Linked DNA regions of Sus scrofa: region 2 is linked to region 1. Evidence: chromatin contacts called from public Hi-C data. All regions are on one chromosome and are shown on one strand. The core of a region is the stretch at or near the end of the contact, and the rest is flanking DNA. Distances in the headings are between cores, read along the strand shown. Region 1 overlaps TSPAN11 (tetraspanin-11). Region 2 has its middle 62 kb from the start of TSPAN9.

Region 1 (6,985 bases), core at 3,393-5,892:
TCACATCACTGTGATCCGTTTCCTTCATAGCACTTTTTGCCATCTGAACCTCTCTCTGCTGCATCCAAACACACCGAGAGCTTCGCCAAAGAGGGGCCTCCTTCGTCCTGCTACCTGCTATCTCACTGCACCTGGGCCCCAGTAGTTGCTTCAGAGAGGCTGCCTGTGGGGGGGGGGGGGGACAGTTCCCTAGGGGGATGGATGCGTGTCTTTCACATTGGGCTCCTGGGGGCTTCTAAGGGAGGAGCAGGTGCCCTAGGCGGGGCCCTGGGCTCGCACACCCCAGCTTTGGGCTGATCTGAGTTACAGGCTGGCCTTCAGGTAAGACTTCCTTTGAAGAAAGGGCCTTCCCACTAAAGTAAAAGTAGAAAGCCATTGCGTCAGAACGGACAGGGGGCCTTTTCAACTCCGAGTTGAAATAACAGTATTGCATGGGGGCGTATGGCACACATGGCCCTCGGGGAGAACCAGAGGCCATGGTTCGGACACTCAGAGCCATCATCCCACCGGGCCTCTCTGCTTGACCGTGGAATCCATCGTACGTTGGTTTTTTGCAGCTGGTTTAATTTTCTGCGCTTTGGGTCAGGGTTCATGTGAAAGGGATGTTGCCCACAGTGCCGCGTTGAGGAGTAAGTGGGGCTTCGAACCAGGAGGAAACAGCGGACACGGAGGAGCGGGTAGGTCGCACAGTGAGGGCTGCCCACTGGGGGGACCCGTCTGTCATTGTCCTCCCTTGGGTGTGTTTCAGGCAAACTGCCCAGACGTGTCTCTCCGCAGGAGTTTGCTCAGCCTGGTTTTTCTCACTTAGTTGGTGATGGAGACTCCCTTCTCCCTGAGCAAGAGCGACTCCTGAACTGGAGTCCAGGGGTGCCCTGCCCGATATCGGAGCAGCCCTTGTCAGCTCCACGGCAAACGTCCCTCCTTTGTCTCTTCCAGTGCATAGTGAGCGGTCGCATGACTCCATTTCCGGCACGGTGCCCGGGTCTGGGGCGCAGAATACAGTTCATTGCCCCTTTGCTCCACCCCGACGGCGGGCCATCCGCGGTTCAGGAACAGACAGGAAAGGAGGTTGTGTTGTTTGTGGGGTGGTTTTTGTGGCTGATTGAGGAGGAAGACTGGAGAGAAGCGGACAGAAGGGACTCCGTGCAGGACAGAGGCCTCTGTTAACTCCTCTGACCAGTGACCTTGCTTCTTGTACGTGTCTCTGCTGGGCTGACTCTTGGGGGGTTCCCAGGCCTGTAAGGTTGATACTTCCAAGAAGGCCCAGGCAGAGGGCAGGGCTGATAGAGGTGGTGGAAGAAGGCGAGGGGTTCAGGGTCAGGGGATCCAGAATCCCACGTTCCCCGGGTCCCTGCCCTGAGCCTCCAGATCCGAGAAATACAGCAAGACTTGGCTCTGACCTCCGAGCATCTAGTTGTGGAGGAGATGAAATTCAGTCCCAGGAGGAGAGGAGAGAACAGCTGGGTTTAGGCCGCAGGGGGGCGCTCACCTAGGCCGCAGCTGGAGCTCAGAGAAGGATCAGGAAAGTACCAGTGAGGGCAGAGCGCTCAGCGGGTCAGCCATCCAGCGCCTTCCTTGACCTCGCAAAGCTTCAGCCTCCTGCTGTGTAAACCGAGGGATGGTCTCAAAGTCCTCGCCTGGGCTCAGGGCCCCGAGGTTACCCCCGCCCCCTAGGCAGCCCAGCCGCTTACGTCCTCTGGGTGCCCTTCCAACTGGCCATGCCCGTCCCCACAAGCTCTGGGGAGGAGCCGGCTGTGACAGAACTTCTCCCTCCCAGCTCACTGTCCCCGTGCATGCAGCCGGCCCTTCTGAAAGGCTTGAGGGGCTTCGCTGACAAATACCAGGAATTCAAGATTGAAGGATGTCCTGGCAGCTCAGGAAGAATTACAGGGAATGTTCCTGATCTGCTGAGGGTATGACTTGGGTTCTGGAACCCTCTCCAATGGTCTTGGGGGTCACCCGCAGGGACGTTCACCCTTGTCCTGATTTACAGATTCTTCCTTTCCTTCTTAAGTACAGACGTCAGGTTTTGAAAGAGTTTTGTCAGCCAAACTTCAATGTAAATGAGAATTTGGGAGTTCCCATCATGGCATAGTGGTTAACGAATCCAACTAGGAACCATGAGGTTCCGGGTTCGATCCCTGGCCTCGCTCAGTGGGTTAAGGATCCGGCGTTGCCGTGAGCTGTGGTATAGGTCACAGACGCGGCTCAGATCTGGCGTTGCTGTGGCTGTGGTGTAGGCCAGCAGCTACAGCTCTGATTTGACCCCTAGCCTGGGAACATCCATATGCCATGGGTGCAGCCCTATAAAAAGACAAAAAAAAAAAAAATGAGAATTTGTATCTCCATCTAAAAAATTAATCAAAGACCATAAAACTGATAGGGAGTTTGCCATCCAGTGTCCGCCTCTCTGCTTTGTTTCGTTTACATTTGTTTTTTAAAAATCAGCTTATGTCATTTACCAACAGAGTTTCGTGTATTTAAAAGGTTCCGAAAAGAACAAAGGACAGGACTGAGCTGGGGCCGTCTCATCTTGTGGGGACGGGGATGGCCAGATTGCAGAATTTTACTAAAAAAAAAAAAAACATTGCTTATCCTTGGTTGATCGTGCAGGGTGATAGCTGAACTCGGAAGCATTTTTGACAGGAAAAGGCCTGAGTTTCTGGAAATATCGTCAAGAGATCTCTCTCAGAAGCCCCTTTGTAGACAAGCACGAAGGCCCAGACATTTAGAAAGCAATGCCCCATAGCCTGGTTTCGCACGGCTGGAGGATGGAAATTAGGCTATTGACTTTCTATTCCTGGCAACTGGCCCAAAGCTGGGCAAACAGCGGGAGTTCAGTAAATGTCCGCTGGGCAGATACTTCAGGAAGGACTTATCAGCCAACCCTGAGACTGTGCCTTCGGGAGAAGTCCCTGGCCCAGGGCCCTTAGTTCAAAAAGCAGGGAAAGTGCCATTCAAAGTACTAAAATATGGAGTTCCAGCTGTGGTTCAGCAGGTTAAGAACTCAACATAGTCTTTGTGAAGATGTGAGTTTGATCCCTGGCCTCGCTCAGGGGGTTAAGGATCTGGCATTGCCACAAGCTACGGCATAGATCCTAGATGGGGCTCGGATCTGGCATTGCTGTGGCTGTGGTATAGGCCGGCAGCTGCAACAGGTGCAGCCGTCAAAAGAAAAAAAGTACTAAAACATAAAACTTTTTCCTTTCTTCCTTGGCCTCTTTCTTGACTTGTCATGATAGGTTTGGTTTTTGGTTTTTGGTTTTTATCTTTTTAGGGCCACACTCACGGCATATGGAGGTTCCCAGGCTAAGGGTTGAATTGGAGCTGCAGCTGCCAGCCTACACCACAGCCACAGTAACACAGGATCTGAGCTATACCTGCAACCTACACCACAGCTCACGGCAACGCCAGATCCTTAACCCAGTGAGCAAAGCCAGGGATCGAACCTGAGTCGTCATGGATCCTAGTCCGATTTTCGTTTCCACCGAGCCCCAACGGGAACTCTCTTACTCGCTTTTAATAACATTGTTAGTAAAGACAAATTGATGTTTTTAATTATTTGCATGAGTTTTACCATTCGCCTCTATATTGCGCAGTGCCAGTTTTACATGTAAATTTACAAGCATTTAACTCATACATTGAATCATCAAAGTGACACAATTCCTTTTTCAAAGCTCTTCTGTGCCCATGTATTTTGTTCTCACCGTGACAGTGAAACTGGTGCAGGAAACTAACTCAACTGTTATTATTTCACTTCTTGATACACACACACACACACACACACACACACTTTCAGCACACTCCCCCTTTGGCCTAAGGGTAATAAAGGAAGAGCGGAAAGAGAAAGAACCTATGTACCACTGTCTTTCTTTTCCTCCCGTGTCATCAGTTTTCAGTGTAAGTGTTGACTAATGCAGGAAGCAACAGAAACAGGAAAGGCCAAAGCCATGGCAGGGTCCCTTGGGTGGAGGCTTTCTTCGAATGCACTGCTTTCTGGCTGCTTTGAGCCAAGCTCTGGTTCCAGCAGAGAGCCTGGCCTCCCAGGCCACCAGCACCACCCCCTCCGTCACAGACAGAACCCCTAACCTGGACTTGCTCTGAGGCTCTCCGAGCCCCACGCATCATGGGTGCCCTGGAATTCTCCGGGGGTACTGGCAACGCCAGGACACAGGAGGCAGCAAGGGACGGCAGTGACACACACCATGTCTATCTCCTCAGCTCACATTCACACCCGCCATCCCTGGGACTTCATTTGCAAAACACAAATTCAAAGATAAATTATTAAGAATTTCGAGGAGTTCCCGTCGTGGCGCATTGGTTAACGAATCCGACGAGGGACCATGTAGTTGCAGGTTCGATCCCTGGCCTCACTCAGTGGGTTAAGGATCCGGCGTTGCCGTGAGCTGTGGTGTAGGCTGATGGCTACAGCTCCGATTCGACCCCTAGCCTGAGAACCTCTACATGCCTCAGATACAGCCCCAGAAAAGGCAAAAAAAAAAAAAGAAAAGAAAGAAAAAAAAAAAGAATTTCGAGATGAAACGGCCAAGCATTAAACCAGGCACGGGGCCCCTGTGAGGCTGCGAGTGTTTCTGGCCCAGGAAGGCAGTGAGTGCCAGAACCCTTGTCCTCGTGTGGGTCACATTTCTGGATGGTTGCCCAGTTAGGGCAGAACTAAGCCTTTCTGAGTGGGCCGGTCAAGGGCCCTGGATCCCCTTTCGTGATGTGTATCTTTGGAAAATGCCAGAGGCTGCCGTTTCCTTTCCAGGTCTCCACCCTCTGCTTTAAATCATTTACATTTTTAAAAAGTCAGCTGAGGTCATTCGCACAGAGGTTCTAGTGGGTTTTAAAGGCTCAGAAGAAAAGAATAACAGACAGGAGCAGAAATGGGTGTTGCCCCTTTGGGCTGAGGCCTGGAACAGATTGAAAAGCAAAACGCCTCTAAGAACTTGGAGGCCTGCGCTGAGAAATGCACTGGCTCCTCGCTGCTTTGGCTTTTATGCCAAAGCCCAGCAGATAGGTCGGGACAGGGAAGGGAGTGGCCTGGTGACCAGGGACCCAGTGCTGTCTCAGAGTTGGGGTGAAGTGAGGAGGGGGAGGGGCCGTGTGCAGGGGCCACACGTCTCCACACTTTAGGGTGTGTTTGGCACACACAGAGGTTTAGGGAAGCCAGGAGGGTTTTTTGGTTTTGTTTTTGTTTTGTCTTTTCTAGGGCCACACCCTCAGCCCATGGAGGTTCCCAGGCTAGGGGTCTAATCGGAGCTACAGCTATCAGAGCCGTGTCTGCGACCTACCCCACAGCTCACCGCAACACAAGATCCTTAACCCACTGAGCGAGGCCAGGGATCGAACCCGGAACCTCATGGTTCCTCGTTGGATTTGTTAACCACTGAGCCAAGACAGGAACTCCCAGGAGTTTTATTCCAGAAGGAAAAAACTCCTCTCTCTGTAGGAAGAGAGGGTGGGACAGGAAGTTAGGACTAGAAGCCCTGGGAGAGATGGAAACACTCGGAAGGCAATTAGCACTTTCTGGTAGCTCTGAACAGAAGGCTGAGGGCTTTTACGCTGCTGAAAACCGAAAGTTCCAAGCCAGTCCTGGGAAGCAGGTGCTGGTACTGCGAACTGGAGGAGGGTGGGAGTAAGCCCCCAGCCCCCTCTTTTTAATGTAGAAAGGAAAAGTGAGTTAGAAAAAACAGTGATAAAAACAAGCAGAAGTGAGCGGGAGAAGCCCCAATGACCTCAGACCTTCAAATACTGCGAATCGTTCTGCCCTCCCCCTTGGTTTTAATTTACTCTGTGATGACTGCTAACTGTGAGTCGCTGCTTCTATCATTAGATTTAATAGTTGCAGGACTGGCTGATCTCCAGGGCTCTGCAAACTGTTTCTGGATGACCTGCAAGCCAAGGATGATTTTTACAAACTTACAGGATTGAAATAAAAAACAAAGAAGAATATAGAGCAGAAGCCAGAGGCCCACAGACCTGAAACATGTACTGACTAGTCCTGTGAAGAAACAGTTTGATGAGCCCAAACTCTCAGCCCCAGGCCAGTGATGGAGGGAAGCTTCGCTTCCGAACCAGGGCCCCCGGGGCCGGGGGTGTAGCTTAGTTCACCTGGGGTGCAGCCTGGGAATGGGGATTTTTTTAAACACTTCTCAGGGAGTTCTAGTGCCACTGAGGCTGAGAAGCACTGCCCTAAGACAGTCCTTCTCAAAGTGAGATCTGGGCCCTGCAGTGTCCACCTCCTCCAGCTGGTTAGAAATGGAAAATTCCAGGCCCCACCTGGCCCGCCAACTCAGGAACTCTGGGCGGGAGGGGGAGAGAGCAGAAATCTGTGTTTTAACAAGCCCTGCAGGGGATTGTGATGCACCTCAGATTTGAGACCACTGCTCTAAAGCTTGACTTTTCAACCCTAAACCTGCTGCTTTGCAGGCAGCCCGTCGCAGAGACGGAGTGCAATAGACAAGAGGAAGCTGGCAGGCGGGGCGGGGGACAGCGAGGCTTGGCAGGTTCTTTCCAGGCTGGACTTAACCATCCTTTTATTTTATTTTTATTTCCCACACAACCAAGGCTCTGGGAGGCAAAATGAGTCTCAGGAAGCAGAATTTGGGACTAGAATAACACCACCAGCAGCAACAATAATAAATTCCTCCTTAAAAGTGAACATGAGTAACAATTTTAGCGTTGGGCCCTATTTTTCATTCCTACCAGAGGAATGTTTGCCTTTTCTTATATTAACTCATAGAAGGTACCCATTTGGTAGCCAGGATTTAAGCACACTTCTGAACCATCTTGAAATCATTTAAATAAACATCACCCGTGCCTGGAAGTCGGAAAGCTGTATGGTGGACCTTCGCCTCATAACTGAGGGTGGATTCTGTTCTTCTCCCAACCACCCCCTTAAGGGAAGACAGACCCCCCCCACCCCCGCCCCGCAACTGCTAGCCCTCCAACAAAGTAGCATGTGGGGCATTTATAAGAATGT
Region 2 (7,273 bases), core at 2,328-4,827, 200 kb after region 1:
AGTATTTCCTCCCATCATCTCTCATAGAACCCCAAAGCCATCATTTGCCCCTACACCCTAACCCCCAAGCATTCCACATCCTCCACTGCACATGCCATACAACCCTCCAGCTTCCCCAGCCCACGAGCCTTCCCCATTCAAGTCCCCCCAGAAATCCTGAACCTTCCTTAATTAAGCCTTTGTCATTGGAGTTCCCATTGTGGCTCAGTGGTTAACAAATCTGACTAGGAACCATGAGGTTGTGGGTTCGATCCCTGGCTGCACTTAGTGGGTTAAGGATCTGTCATTGCCGTGAGCTGTGGCAGACGCAGCTCAGATCTCGTGTGGCTGTGGCTGTGGTGTAGGCCGGTGGCTATAGCTCTGGTTAGACCCCTAGCCTCGGAACCTCCATATGCCGCGGGTGCGGCCCTAGAAAAGACAAAAAAAAAAAAAAAAAGAGAGAGAGAGAGAGAGACAAAAGCCTTTGTCATCAAACCCTGAACTTTCTCAGCTTCCCATACCAAATCTAAATCTGCAGCTTCTTCTAAGAAACCCCCGCAGTTTCCTTTCAGAGGCTCTGCTGGCGAGTTGGGAAGCCGAGAGCAGCACTTCTCAACCAGTCAGTGGCAAGTGCCAGGCCTTTTACTTCCAGTCCATCCTGGGCCCCCAGGTGGTCCTGCTACGGGGGACAATTCCACCTGTCACCCTGTGAACTGCCTGGTGATTCCAGCAACATCCAAACTGACCAAAACCCTGTTCCACGAAACAAATCCTTCAGCTTCAACTAAAAGGCCCACAGAGGAATTCCCGTTGTGGCTCAGTTGGTAACAAACCCGACTAGTACCCATGAGGACGTGGGTTCCATCCCCGGCCTTGCTCAGTGGGTTAAGAACGCAGCATTGTTGAGAGCTGCCATGTAGGTCACAGACATGGCTCAGATCTGGAGTGGCTGGGGCCGTGGTGTAGGCCAGCAGCTGCAGCTCCGATTAGACTCCTAGCCTGGGAACCTCCATATGCCTCCACACCTGGGTGTGACCCTGGGTTCACCAGAGCCACAGCAACACCAGATCCGAGGCACATCTGTGACCTACACCACAGCTCACAGCAACGCTGGATCCTTAACTCACTGAGCAAGGCTAGGGATAGAACCCGCAACCTCATGGTTACTAGTCAGATTCATTAACCACTGAGCCACGACAGGAACTCCTGATGACTATCCCCTCTTACACTGTCCAGGGTGTTGCCCTGAGAGGCCCTCCCGTGGCCCAAACAAGCTACCTGCCCAGGCGCAGATAATCAAGAGGTAGGTGCCACAGAGCAAATGCCCCCAGGGCCAGCTAGAATCAACTGTCCCCATGCCTCTGGGGGAGATATGGGTGCAACGCTCTGAGGCCACCAGGGCTGGAGGTTCACTACCTGAGATGGGAGAGAAAATCTACCTGGGGTTGTGCCAGGGCCACTGAGGCTGCAGACCCTGTCAAGGGAGGTCAGGGAGGGCAGGCTGGAGAGAATGCCGTTGTCCCCAGGTTGTCCCACTACAAAGCCAGCCCCACCCCCACCTCACGGGAGAAAGCCCTCCCGCTGCAGGGTAAGGGGACACCACAGCAGGCTGGCCTTGATGATGGGTGAGCAAAGGAGGGAAGGTGTGAACAGAGAAGGGGGAAATCTAATTAAAACTGGTTCCTGCTCAGCCACCTGCTAAAAACCACAGCTCACCCAAGACTTAGATGGAAGAGTTCCTGACAACATGGCCAAAGAGTCTCTCTCAGCCGCAGCCAGACGAAGGGAGGGACCAGCTGAGCCTCCCCCCACCCCCGAGCCCCCAAGAAAAAGGCTCCTGGAGCTGAAACCTGAGCAGATGCCAAGGGGCAGCAGGAGGCAATTTACAGCCGGGAAACCGAGCACTCGGGCCAGATGTGGGCCTCAGGGAGGGCTGAGGCCCTAATGCACATGTGCGCGGGGTGGGGGTGGGGGCTGGGCTCCGCCAGGGAGTGGGGTGCGGCCTGCCTTCCCAGAGAAGAGAGGGCGGGGAGGCTCTGAGGGCCTGCAGCGCTGGGAATCCAGGGTCAGCATGGGGGGCTCTGAGAAAGGTGTGGAAGGATGAAGGAAAATCAAAGGAGAAACTGGGAGCAGTGCACCCACAGGGGAGGGACCCACAGGAACACAGCGCAGGCTGGATGCCTCAGCCACTGCCCTCTGGCCAATCTGGCCCTGGACTAGCTCCTGCCTCCAAGTTCCGTGACCATGACCGCAAAAAGGCGCTGAGTGGGAACTAGCAGGGAGCTGAAGCCGTGCCTCACCGCCCCCGGGCCAGGCCAGGTCTTTCTCAACACTAACAGTCGCACCTGCCAACCCACCAGTGGAGGGCCCAGCTCGGGATGGGGCGGGATTGGAAGGTCCCACCATCAAGCCCCTGCTGGGCAAAGTGGGAACCAGGGAGCACGGCACTGCCCCCTCACCACTGCAGAGGGCAGGTGTATTCTAGGCAAGTAAGGGGGAAGCCAAGGCCCAGGGAGGGGAAGGGCCCAACTGAGGTCACACAGCAGCAAGGGAAGCCAGGCCCCAGACACCTGACTCCACACTCTCCCCACTCCCCACACCGCCTTCCTCGGGGCCCCAGAGCCAGCAACGCCCCAGTCCAAGGAAACAAATCTGCCCCTTCTCTGGAACATCGAGGGGGCTGGCGTGGGAAGCAGGGAAGGAAGTCAAGTTCCCTAAAGAGCTGAATGCAGAAATCCATGTGACAAGAGTTGGAATTACTTTCCCTGGAAAAAAAATAATAATAAAAGACCCTCCCTTACCAGACCTCAGGGGTATTTGGCTGGAAGCTGACGTAATGCGGAGAGGAGAGGAGAGGCCAGGGGAAAGGCTCCCCCAGCCTCCAGCTAGCCCCCTGCCAGCAGCACAACAGGGAGGCTGCAGCTGGATCCTGGGCTGGGGAGAGGCCACGCCCAGCAGGATGCTGGAGCCTGAGACATGGTCCTTGGCAGACGGCTGGCTGGAAAGCAGAAGCCTCTTGACCGGCACACAGGGGGTAGCGCTCCCTAGGGGCCCAAACTCCGGCTGGCGTGGACATGAGGTACCCAGAGCAGCTTGTGTCGGAGGCATCAAGGGGGTGTGTCTCCGGGCAGAACCTACCAGGTGTGACGTCGGGTGGGGGTGGGAGGCAGGGGGCAGAGCTCTGGACAGCAAAGAGTCAGGACAGTGACTCAAGCTCCAGGCAGATTCTCCGGTTCTCCCGAGAGGAAGAGTGAGGGCCTGGGCTGACCCTTTCTCCTATCAGCACTGCACCCAGCTCCGCAGTTCTGACAGAGCTGACTACCCATAGCCGGCCCTGCGCCCGCACCCAGAGAGGGTGTGGATGAGGGTGAAGGACCAGGACCTCAGGAAGGCTCAGGCTGCAGATGGAAAAAGACAAGGAGGAGCCCAGGAGCCATCCCCACTGTGGCCCTGAGTTTGGCAGGTGCTGTACTGAGGAGGGTCCAACTGGAAAGAGGGTCCCAGCAAGGCCCCCCAGCTTCAGATGAGCCCAGAGCAACACTGATGGCTCAAAGGTCAAGGGGAAGTCGGTTCCAGCACAAGAGCACCGCCACCTGGCCCATGCCTTTGTGGCATGACGGCTGATGGAAGGTTCTGGCAGCTCCACAGCACAAAGGGTCCCAGACCAACTCTCCCCCACCCTACCTCCACTGGGGCAGGGTGGGGTGGCCAAGTAGCCAGCTCCCCATCTCAATGGCACTCTCCCGCCCCCAGTGCCCGTTCCCTACGGCTGGGCTCCCAGGGCACTCACACACTCCCCTCTTAGAGACGTGCTAGCTGGGACTGCAAGGTAACAGGACTGGATTTCTGGCCATCAGCCCAACCCTGAGACGGAGCAAGCGCTTTTCCCAGTCAGCCTAAGGGAGGCAACACAATGTGAGCCCAAACCAAAAAGCCCCCAGGCTGGGAGTCTAGTGAGCAGGGTCGGCAACCTGTCTGAAGTGCTGGACCCGTCCTTCCCTTCTCTGGGCCTCACCTGTTAAAGGGGACAGCCCCATACCCGACACAGGGCCCCTGGGAAGACCAAGTGAGGCTGTGGGAGATGAGAAGAACCTCATAAATGGGAGTACACACCACTGTCGAGTGCTGTGCAAGGTGCTGAGGGATGTGGGTGTGACTTATACCAGAGCCTCAGAGCCACTGCCTGCCCCAGACCCACACCTCCAGCCGCATGTGTGAGGGGTAGAGCAGTCCCCACTCCAGCAGGGCTTTGTATGGATTACTATTCACGGGGCACATGTCCTCTTCTGTACTGTGTCCCCTCCCCGCCACCACTGCATCTGTCCATATGAGCACAAATGCCACACCAGGGACTCTGCCGGGTGCCACTGGACTTCCTCAGTGACACTGGGTTTCAGCTTCCGGTCCTTCTAAGCCACTAAACTCCAGCCGGGGACTTCCCACTGGTGGGAACACTGTTAAAAGAGTGTGGGTCACACTGAAAAGTCCTCTGGTCACAGGATTGAGAAGTGAGACAGTCACTTCTCCATAATGTTGTGGGAATGTCAGTCGTTAGGCCACCTTGGCTTCATCCCAGCCTTTTCTCACACCCATCTTGGAACCAGTGAGGCCTGGAATTTGGAGTCCCTGTGCCACCCCAGAGCAAAGGGCTTGACCTAAAAACCACATGGAAGAGAAATTGACAAGTTTCCTGCTGCCATCTAGTGGCTGATGTAAATAAGAGCAGGCAACGGGCCAGAAGGCCACCAGCAAGCCTTGGTGACCAGTAGTCAGCCCTGCATGTTGGATCGAAGAGTAGTGACCAGTCATGAGAGGCTAAACAAAGCAGAAAGCAGAGGATGCCAGAAATTGTTAAAGTTAAAAAAAAAAAAAGCTTGCTGGTTGGTTTTCCTCCAGGGATCAAAGAAGAAATATGGTTCACTCATCCATGTGCGAAAGAAAAATGATGCTCCGACTCTGGGGCAAGGCACTGCCCAGGTGCTGAGAAGGAGCATGCAAATAAGATGTCAACCCTGACCACGGGAACCTTCCTGTGTGGCCTCTCCTCCCCTCCTCTGACCCCTGAGCAGCCTCCACTCCGGTCACATACATCTCTGCAGGTCCTGGCTTTACCACGCTTTTCCCCATGCTGTTCCCTCTTCTCCCTGCTATAGACAGACCATCTGCCTGTACAGATGTCGCCGGCTCTTCCACACCACACATTACCCTCCCTGTGCTCCCACGCTGGACTGCGACCACTGGATCATACGTCCACCTTCCCCACCAGATCCAGCCCCAGCTCTCAGTCGGCGGTCACATCCACAGAGCTGTGTGGACAAACCCAATCTCAGAGCCCCAAATGCTTCTCACCTTCCCTCTTGGGAGATGCAGGGGCCCAAATCTTCCACACCAAGCCCCAGGACCACTGTCTCTAGATCTCCTTCCATCCATCCAAAAGGCCCCTCTGTCTGCTGGTCTGACTGTGAGCCTCCTGCTACAGGCAACCCTCCCCCCAGAAGCAGCAACCCTGAGCAGAGGTGCGGAAGCACATCCAGATACTGGGCTGGGTGTTCCCGTCGATGGGTAGAGCACCAGAGAGAACCAGGAGACCCGGGCTCAGCCTCCGCTGGCCCCTCACTGGCTGCATGACACACCGGGCAAGCCTCTTCCTTCCTAGATCCTTAAAAGTTCCCCATCTGTACAATTAAGGATCATCTCTTGGGTCCCTTTCAAGTCAAAAACATCTGTGATGCTAATTCCCACTCATGTGTCAATGACCAGTAACAGCTAGCTAATAGTCTGACTGTTCCCACAGTACTCTCACCCTGAAGGGGAGGCCCTCAACCCATCACCCAGTCATTCATACAGTAAAAACACACTCAACGCCCCAGCGCTGGCAGTAGGATCACTATTTTTAGCACTTGACCTGTTCAGCTCTGCTCTAGCCACTGGGAGAAAGGCCGATGAGGAAGGTCAGGGGCCGATGCTGAGCTGACACAGGCAAAGCTGAGGAAGGGAAGCATTCCCTGAGCCTGACACCTGGCAGGGCCCACGAGTCGCCCCTCACACTGCACCTTCCGCACGCCTGTCTCAGTAGTAACCCCTTGCAACAAGCTAGGAGTTGACTCTGGGTTTTGTGTTTGTTTTTCTTCTGGCCACACCTCAGCATGTGGAAATTCCTGAGCCAAGGGTCAAGCCCGCCCCACAGCAGTGACCAGTGCCATAGCAGAGACAATGCCAGATCCTTAACCCACTAAGCCACCAGGAAACTCCTTGATTCTGTTTTATAATTGAGGAAACAGAGACCCAGGGAGACTCAGGGACACAGGCACTGGGTATTGAGCCAGGACTGGGCCCAGGCAGCTGTCTGGCTCTTACTCTGTGTGACAATGGCCGACATAAATGGCAGGCCCCTCTCCTACCCTTGGTCTATCCATTTTTGTGGTATTGGCCTCCCCAGATCCTCCCCCCAGCCTCATCGGAGATTTCCTTCTTGGGAGTTCCCATTGTGGCACAGCAGAAATGAATCTGACTAGGAACTATGAGGTTTCGGGTTCAATCCCTGGCCTCGCTCAGTGGGTTAAGGATCCGGCATTGCCGTGAGCTGTGGTGTAGGTCACAGAGGCAGCTCAGATCCTGCATTGCTCTGGCTATAGTGTAGGCCGGCAGCTATAGCCCCAATTGGACCCCTAGCCTGGGAACCTACATATGCCTCGGTTTCGGCCCTAAAAAGCAAAAAAAAAAAAAAAAAAAAATCTTTCCTTCTTGATTACCCTCATTCAATCTCGCCTCCAGCTGCTGCCAGCTTTTAAGAAGCATCATTCTGGAGCACATACCTATTTTGTTTGATAAACTCAGCCTGATGGTGGCATTTATTTTCGAGCTGCCCTTAAATCAGAAAAATGAATGCACTGGAAAGGATCCAGAATCCACACCAAGTTTTACCTGTGGTTGCCCCTGGGAAGGGCATTGGGTCAGGGGAGGGGTGTGGAGACAGGGTCCCTCAGATTTTGCTCTACTATTTTTACGTTATTTTGTCTTTTGCGGCAACCAAATTTTCCTGTAATAATCAAGTCATCACTTTAAAGCAAACACTCTACACAAACAGACCACTGGCAGACAATCACACCCTGCACTTGCAAGAAAAGTGCCCGGTGAGGCAGACCCAGGCTCACAAGACAGGGCCCTGACGTAGGAAACGCACCCAGTCCTTTTCCAGGATGGGTGGGGTCTCCTGCTCAGAGGCAGATGCTGGAGTGGTTTCTGGAGCACAAACTCTCTGCCCCCCAAAATACCTCCTCCATCTGCTCATTCA

What was found. Hi-C and Micro-C count contacts between places; a contact is called where the count stands out from the background.
Region 2: a Hi-C map of heart right ventricle shows a contact between it and region 1, with 2.0 times the contacts expected there.

Annotation. Positions count from the first base shown.
Region 1 is chr5:66,855,504-66,862,488 of Sscrofa11.1, forward strand. The region is part of intron 1 of TSPAN11 (tetraspanin-11); the gene reads left to right. Among named protein-coding and RNA genes, the nearest start is that of TSPAN11, 6.2 kb to the left of the region's middle.
Region 2 is chr5:67,052,619-67,059,891 of Sscrofa11.1, forward strand. It overlaps a transcript of TSPAN9 not described here. Among named protein-coding and RNA genes, the nearest start is that of TSPAN9, 62 kb to the left of the region's middle.